Linked DNA regions of Mus musculus: region 1 is linked to region 2. Evidence: chromatin contacts called from public Hi-C data. All regions are on one chromosome and are shown on one strand. Each heading gives the region's core, a stretch centred on a gene start, on an enhancer-like site or on the middle of the called end of the contact. The rest is flanking DNA. Distances are from core to core; before and after follow the strand shown. Region 1 has its middle 18 kb from the start of Prep. Region 2 has its middle 10 kb from the start of 4930431F10Rik.

What was found. Hi-C and Micro-C count contacts between places; a contact is called where the count stands out from the background.
Region 1: a contact with region 2 is called in a Hi-C map of uterus, with 5 times the contacts expected there. The contact joins two enhancer-like sites. A contact is called at or near these places in 6 of 39 promoter capture datasets (cranial neural crest, embryonic stem cells, liver and 2 more) and 2 of 484 Hi-C or Micro-C datasets (CD8 T cells and uterus).

The regions. Positions count from the first base shown.
Region 1 is chr10:45,047,287-45,050,980 of GRCm38.p6, reverse strand. No RefSeq gene overlaps it. Among named protein-coding and RNA genes, the nearest start is that of Prep, 18 kb to the left of the region's middle. Within about 2 kb of position 2,035, at least 85 of the 459 cell types and tissues checked have an H3K27ac peak or open chromatin away from gene starts, as enhancers often do. A contact at or near this core is called in uterus, where this site is marked.
Region 2 is chr10:44,746,910-44,750,860 of GRCm38.p6, reverse strand. No RefSeq gene overlaps it. Among named protein-coding and RNA genes, the nearest start is that of 4930431F10Rik, 10 kb to the right of the region's middle. Within about 2 kb of position 1,415, at least 5 of the 459 cell types and tissues checked have an H3K27ac peak or open chromatin away from gene starts, as enhancers often do. A contact at or near this core is called in uterus, where this site is marked.

The DNA of each region.
Region 1 (3,694 bases), core at 786-3,285, 300 kb before region 2:
CAGACTCTGGCTTGGTCCTTGAGTATATTGTTGTCTGAACCTTACAGGGAAAGATTCCCCCTGGGATTTCTTGTTTTTTCTATGACATCAAGTGTGTCCAGCCTGTTTTGGTGGAGACTTTTCCCACAGCTCCCTCAAGAGCTTTCTCCCTTGTGCATACCTCAGGATGAATGTCTGTCTCCAGATTTCTCTAGGATAAAGGCACAACTTTTTAAAAGATTATCTAGTAATGAATCGATTTACTGTTATAATACACAATAAGTGAGAAATGCATTATTGAGAATTTTTTTTGTGGTTTTTTTTTGTTTTGTTTTGTTTTGTTTTGTTTTGTTTTTAGAGACAGGGTTTCTCTGTATAGCCCTGGCTGTTCTGGAACTCACTTTGTAGACCAGGCTGGCCTCGAACTCAGAAATCCGCCTGCCTCTGTCTCCCGAGTGCTGGGATTAAAGGCGTGTGCCACCTGGTAACTTACAATGTCTCAATAATACTTTTAAAATGTAATAAGGGTAGAGTCTCCTTTGCTTTCTCTAGCCTTTCTTTGCCTTCCTGCGTTTAGATATTGAGTAATCCGTGAGTTCTTGGCCTCCTCTCCTCTCCTCTCCTCTCCTCTCCTCTCCTCTCCTCTCCCTCTCCTCTCGCTGGCCTACATTCCACTGAAACCTACTGTTCTTCAGAGTAACATCTAAGCTCGCACTCTGAGGTTGACCTGTCTTTTGCTAAAAGGACTTCAAAGGTCCCCATTTCTTATATATATTCGATCTTCTCATTTGCATCAACCTTTTTTATTTTTTTTCCAAGCATCTCTCAGGGGGGAAAATGATCCTTCGTATGCACACATGAGCACACCCAGGAAACTGGACAGAGGAGCCATTCCAGGTTAAATACAAATACCAGTCAAAGGGCAGAACTTCACCTTGTTTTTCCTTTAATAATAAAAGTCCGTTTCAAAGCAGATAGTCACTTAACATACCCATGTATATAACATCTGGGTAGAAGGGACAGAAAAAGCAAAGGAGTCACAAAATATATGAAAACCTCCTAAGCTGAAATCTCAAGAATGAGAAAGGCTGAAATGGTTATAGCTCTGGAGGGAGGGCTGGGGAGGGAAGACACAGTGGTAGATATTTAGGGAAGATGCCTTGGGAGCTAAGAGCAAGGTATACAATGGAGGCAATGTGAGAGGGCGGTGTGGCTGGTGCGCATGCGCAGAGCAGTGCAGGCACTGGGAGAGAGAGAGAAGCTGGAGGAGAAAACAAGTCTCCTATATTCCTTGTCAGAGGGGAGCTAGAGCAATTTACTTCAGAGTAAATCACTTCTACGGTGTGTGAGTCTGATAATATTATTGATATGACCAAAAATATGAACGGGGGCAGACCTGCTGTAATGAGAGATCAGGGACCCAGGGAACAGACAACGCGTTTCCTTCTTAAGTCCTGGGATCGAACAGCTTCAAGTCAGCAGTACCCAGAGGCAAGAAAGAGGGAAGATGGCTCAGCATCTTGCAGAGCCTGGCTGCCTAGCATAGATGCTTGGATTCTAGTGTTACCACCTGGCAAGTAGGAGGGGAGACAGGGTTATGAGCAGGTGTTTTTTATGGGTCAGGCCTGAAAGTAGCACACATTATTGCTTCGCTTCTGCTCCATTAGTCAGATCCAGTCTCGTGGCTACCCCAGATTATAAAGGAACCTGAAAACTGGGGCCTGCGTGTGACGAAGAAGAAAAGAAGATGGGTTTCAGGGACACTGGCAAGTAAGCCCCTGCCTCAGAATGGGAAACCCCTGCTCACTTCCCCACTCAGCCTTTGGTCTGTTGCCTCAGCCTTCCTCACATCTCTTGTCTCCGTCCCATGTCTAATCCCTTCACACCAGTGTATTGAGGCCCTCTTGGGTTACTTCTGTCAACCCTAGTCCTTCTGCCATGTAATTTTTTATGCTTTGGTCAGCAACGAGTTGTTTGTTTGCCCAGCGTGCCCTGCTCTGAGGAAACAGTCCAGCCTTGCTGGTCAGCTGGAGTAACTAGCCATGCAGGTTGGTGAATCAGCAGGTGGCACTCGGTGTCAGCAAGACACCCATTCTAAAGCCACACACAAGTAGTGAACGCCTGGGTTCAGTCACGCTCAGGGGAGCCAAACACTGGCTCTCGTGACCTACTTCCTCAAGACTCGACTTTCAAAAGAGTGACTACGCCCAGGCTGACCAGAGGGTTGTTAAAAACAGAGATGTCAACATGCTCTGAACTGACTGCCAACAAAAACATTCCCTTTGTGTCGCGGCTTTCTTCACAGTGCACTCAGGAAGGACAAAGAAGTTTGACCTGTCTGGGTTGGAGGGCGGCAAGCCGCTGTCCTCAGAATTTCTCTCTAGCAGGTGAAGAAAGAGGAATGGGTGTTTTAAAACGAGAGTTGAGGTGACTGCCCGCACAGGTACTAATTAGCCCTAGTTGCTGTTAGGAAACTGGCTCCCTTCAAAGGCTTCATTGTTTGGCTGCTTCTTCCCTCCACCTGTGTCACCTGCTCCTTTCACTCCACAGCACGTCTAGGGTGTTCTCCCCAGCACTGTAAGGCGCAGATGAAAGTGGTCAAAGGAAAGATCTGGAGATGGAGGCTCTTCATTGAGCCTCGCAGCTAACGCTGACATTGACGGAGATAAGAAGGGACAGGGAACCAGGAAGCTCTTATCTTTGTCTGCCTGTGGCTCTGTTTCTCTTTGCTTACGTCCAAATTCAGACGTTTAAAGATCATATGTCTACGCTCGTGACTCATAGGGTCCTCCGCCATCAAGACAAGCAAATAGTTTCATAGGTAACGTGTCTAGGATAATCTGAATGCTAGGGCTCTCCTTTGCCTTCATTTAAAATACAGGCTCCTAGAAATCCAAGCAAGGGATGGGTTCTCCCTGATGCTAGTTTGCATTGTAATGATCAGAGATTAGTATTTTTCCATCACCTAAAACCATCACCATCCTTTTTTTTTTCTTTTTTTCTTTTTGGTTTTTTGATTTTTGGTTTTTCAAGACAGGGTTTCTCTGTATAGCCCTGGCTGTCCTGGAACTCAGAGATCTGATTGTTAACCATTATTCAGATCTAGCAGTCTCTGTGGGTACAGCAGTACTTTCGGTCTCACTGCCCATCTTAAAAATATATGCATTTCCCTAAACTTCTCTTCCAAGAATTCCCTTTTCATTTACCTCAATTAGGTGCTTTATTGATAGATTGATAGGTTGATTTTTTTTGTTTGTTTTTTTGTTTTGAGAGAATGTTTCTCCATGTAGCCTTGGCTGTTGTGGAATTCACTGTGTAAACCATGCTGGCATCAAACTTAGAGATCTGCCTGACTTTGCCTCCCACCTGCTGGGGTTAAAGGCATGGGCCACCATCACCACACCATGCTTTTTATTTTATTTTGAATTATATGTATGTGTATCTGTGTCTGTGTGGGTTTCTGTATGTGAGTGTGGGGACCTGTGAAGGTTAGAGAGCCACTGGAGAGGGGGTTACAAGTGGTTGTGAGCTTCCTGACACGAGTTGGGAATCAAACTCAGGTCCTCTATAAAAGCAGCAAGTTCTCTTAACTGCTGAGCCAACTCTCCAGACCCCTGCGGCATGATTTTAAAATACATTGTACTTGTAGCATAGATGTAGATGGATACTAGAGCATGCAGGAGAAGCCATATAATTAGGAGTTTTAGAAAAACCA
Region 2 (3,951 bases), core at 166-2,665:
GCCTTAATAAATCATTTCAATTTAAGAAGAGCCTTAGAAAATGAATACAGTATTTAACATCTACTGCACATCAACATTCTGTAAAAGAAAAATATGCTTTCCCTTCTGAAAAACAAATACACTATGTGCTGTTTGGCTTGGGGCATTTTGGTTGAGACTGCAGAGGTATGTTGTAAGTTTTAATACAGAGGTTTTCCTATTAATGTTGAATGAACTGGTAGGGATATATGGCAAAGGGTTCATTCATGGAAATGGCTATTTGATGGGTCATAAAGCTAATTAAAACCAAATTTTGGCAACAGCGTTCAGGATGTGCATGGCCAACTCTGTTTTGTTACACCACCCCAAATGACTCTTTCATGTGGGAAAATATTTTCACTTCAAAAAAAAAATACAGGAAAGTTTAATTGATCTAGGCAAACAAAACAGTCAGACAAATTAGCACATGATCAACTCCTAGGATCTAAAGCAAATCAGGCTATAAAATCTAAAGGAAATGCAGCAGCTTTAACTTTCATTGCTGTTTCAAAGTTAGATCTTAGGGAATTGGTGTACATGAAAAAAGCTTAACTATTGTGTGGCCAGGATTCCAGAGACCAGAGCTGTGGTCAAGAGACTGACAAAAACAAACAAACAAACAAACAAACAAACAAACAAACGAAGAGTCAAGCATGATGCTGGGCGGTGGGGGTAAGGAATAAAGGAGAGGAGAGGGCACCAATTTGGACTCAAATAAATCTGTCTACCTGCAATAACACCAAGGAATCTCAGAACCTTGTTTTAAAGATAGTGAAAATTAGTAGGCAAACATTTGAATCATAGATGTTATTCAACAAGAGTTTTTTTTATAGAGTCTGAATAGTTGGAGAGGAAAAATTCTGATTATTCTCATTGCCTTGGTCCATACTTTTCCTTATGCCCTTGCTCTACGAAATATTTATCAGGATTCTTCTGAGAAGCAAGCAGTAGTGCTGTAAGTTTCTTGTCGTCATGCAGTCTGTCATAAACCATCACACAAATAATTATTTTACCAAAGTGGTGAGTAAAGCTTAAAAGGAAGCTCTGACATGCCTGTGAGTATATGAGAGGGATATATAAATGCATCTGGAGGTCTGAAGTCAAGCAAGCCACCGGTGGATGTGAGGTTACAACAGAGAATTAGCAGAGGAAGAAAGAGAAAATGAAATTCCAAGTGGGGAGACACTGGGAAGACTCCCAGGTAGAGACATAAGAATGAGCATGGTCCAAGATTTCATGAAGCATAACAGAAGCAAAGGAACAGAGAAAGTCACAGTATGATTACAGAGGTGGTGAGCCAGAGATGAGTTGGAGAGGCAGCTAAGAACCAGGTCATAGAAGAATGGTAAAGTTCTGAACATTCAGCAATTTAGACAGGTGCAGATCCGGCCAACCAGAAGGGACAACAGTCGTCAACAAATCACGTGGTGCAACCAGAATGACTGGCTGGCCATCAGCCCAGAAGGAAAGGGCTTGTAGGACATGTTTTACATTCTCTGCTTAATACCTCGTACAAGACAAGAACAAAACATTGAAGTATCTTCAATAAGGAAGCTTCAGAATCTAATATGAGTCAGACTTGTTTTCTAGAGTGACCAAGGGGCAGGGGATAAATTATTTTCAGCTTACCAAGGAGCTACCCCTGTATCAGAGACAGTGCTTTGAGGACTGGGGAATAAGATGAAGGTCACAGAATGCAGCTCTCGCTCTAAGGCAGCTTACAATAGCGATCATTCAGGTGCTTTACTTGAGCAAAGAACATTCTAGATGTCCTTCAGAAAAATGGAGAAAACTGAGCATCCTGCCCAAAATCTACTTCTCTCTCTCTCTCTCTCTCTCTCTCTCTCTCTCTCTCTCTCTCTCTCTCTCTCTCTCTCCTTCCGTGGCTCTGCATTACAACTGAAGGACTGGCCAATAAAACATTTAATCATGCAGATGCTTGTTCCCCTTGCCCTGTACGTACGTACGTATGTATGTATGTACGTATTTACGTACATACATATGATTTGCTCCCCAAACAGAAAGCAAGTGTCCTCAAGGCCTATCATTCCCACTGAGCCATCTACTTCCCACTTGTACCTCTACCCGCCCAGACTAGCAGCTCATACCTGCATGAACCAGCCAGAAGTCACCTTTTTCTAAAAGTCCCCACTTGTTCCTTAATCTGGGTATCACCACCCATAGTAAACACTGTCAGGAATCACTCCTGTGGGTACCACCTCATGTGTTGACCAAGGAATCCATTTAGGAAATGATCTAATAAATCTGTCCTGCGACAACAAGCTAGTGTCAAACGCTAAAGATCCACAAGAAACTAATCCCTGCCCTATCATTTTCTAAGTATAAACTTCATGAAAGGTATGGACCCACAGACAGGACAAAGGTATTGTTTTAAACAAAGTTAAGAGTGAAAAATTGTCTAAATGTTAAAGTTACTGCCATTAACTGGCATCCTACTAAGATATTTAATGTGCATTTACTATCTGAGACTCAATGGCTCTCTTGGGAGGCAGGCAAAGGAGAAACTGAGCATTTCGCTCCTGAGCACCTACGAGCTGGAAGGCTGGCCCATTTGCACACAGCCTTGGCAACCAGCATGATGTAGGGCCATCAAAGTGCAGATCTTGTCTCTGAGTGATGTGGCTTTTGATTCTCTGTGACAGTAAATTTACTATGTCAATGTAGCTAAGCTACAGGACAAAGATATTTGCTAAAACAAACAAACAAACAAACAAACAAAACCCAACAATAACAAAAAAACCCCACCAGTCTTGATATTCTGTAAAGGGATTATTTTTTATATATTGATATAACCAACACTTTAAGTTAACAGTCTTGAATGAAACGCATCACCCTCTCTCATGCGGTAGGTCTCATCAATCAGTTGAAGGAAAGCCCTAAGAGCAAAAGACTGCCTCCAGGCTACCTTTAGGACTCTAGCCTCAACATGAACTCACATCTAGATCTTAAGGCTAACACAGCAGGGGCCAGGCCTGTAGATTTCATGTTTGCCAGCTCCCAGTTATGTGTCAATCACTTAGAGAGTGAAAAGAGGGGAGAAAGAAGAGAGAAGAGAGATAGGAAGAGAAGAAGAGAGGTAGAGAGAGGGATGAGGAATTGAGTGGGGAGGAGAAAGGACAGAGAAGGGGAGGGTTAAATCCTATGACTAAATCCTATTGCTTCTATGTTTCTGGAGACTCAATACATTCTCTAAACGCCAGTTTCCTCATAAACTCTCAATGACTCACAACTAAACAAAATAATTCATGTCAAGTGCCTAGTCCAGGGTCAGACAGATGGTCTGGTTCATGAACTTTCATTATTATTAATTTATGGGAGAGAAACTTGAACACACCGCTCTGCTTGTTGCTCTATTACTTATTGCTTCCCCTGCCCACGATATTCATTCTTATTCTCTCTCTATGCCACCCCCGCCCCCCGCGTGCACACTCCATCCCAGGTGAGAAATAGCAGCCTAGGCTGGGGGGAGCTTTAGATGCCACTGAGCACCGTGAAGGCCAGTGCGAAGACTCTGCTGGATGGAGGGCGGGGACCCTGTGTGTTATTGCTTCTCAGTAATTGAAGTTGGTTGCTTTGCAACCCACATAAGCTATTCCCTCTGCATCATGCACCAATGGTGTCTTGAAATTTCTATCTGATTCTTCCATATGTGCCTCCCACTCCCAATCTCCACTCTTTTTCCTTGGTCTTACTTTAGCAAATCACAGGGGCAGGAGAGACTGAGAGGGAAACATCTGTCAATGACAAGTTTATCAGGTCATTATCTAGTCCCAGGTGGGTCACTGTTTCAACTTAGCTAAAAGAAAGAGCAGATACTTGAGATGACATGGACAGAGTAGCATGGTCTCCCAGAGACAGAGGGTCCTGTACAGCAAGCAAGGGAGTCTGGCTACCTGTGGCTAACTTTTGGTT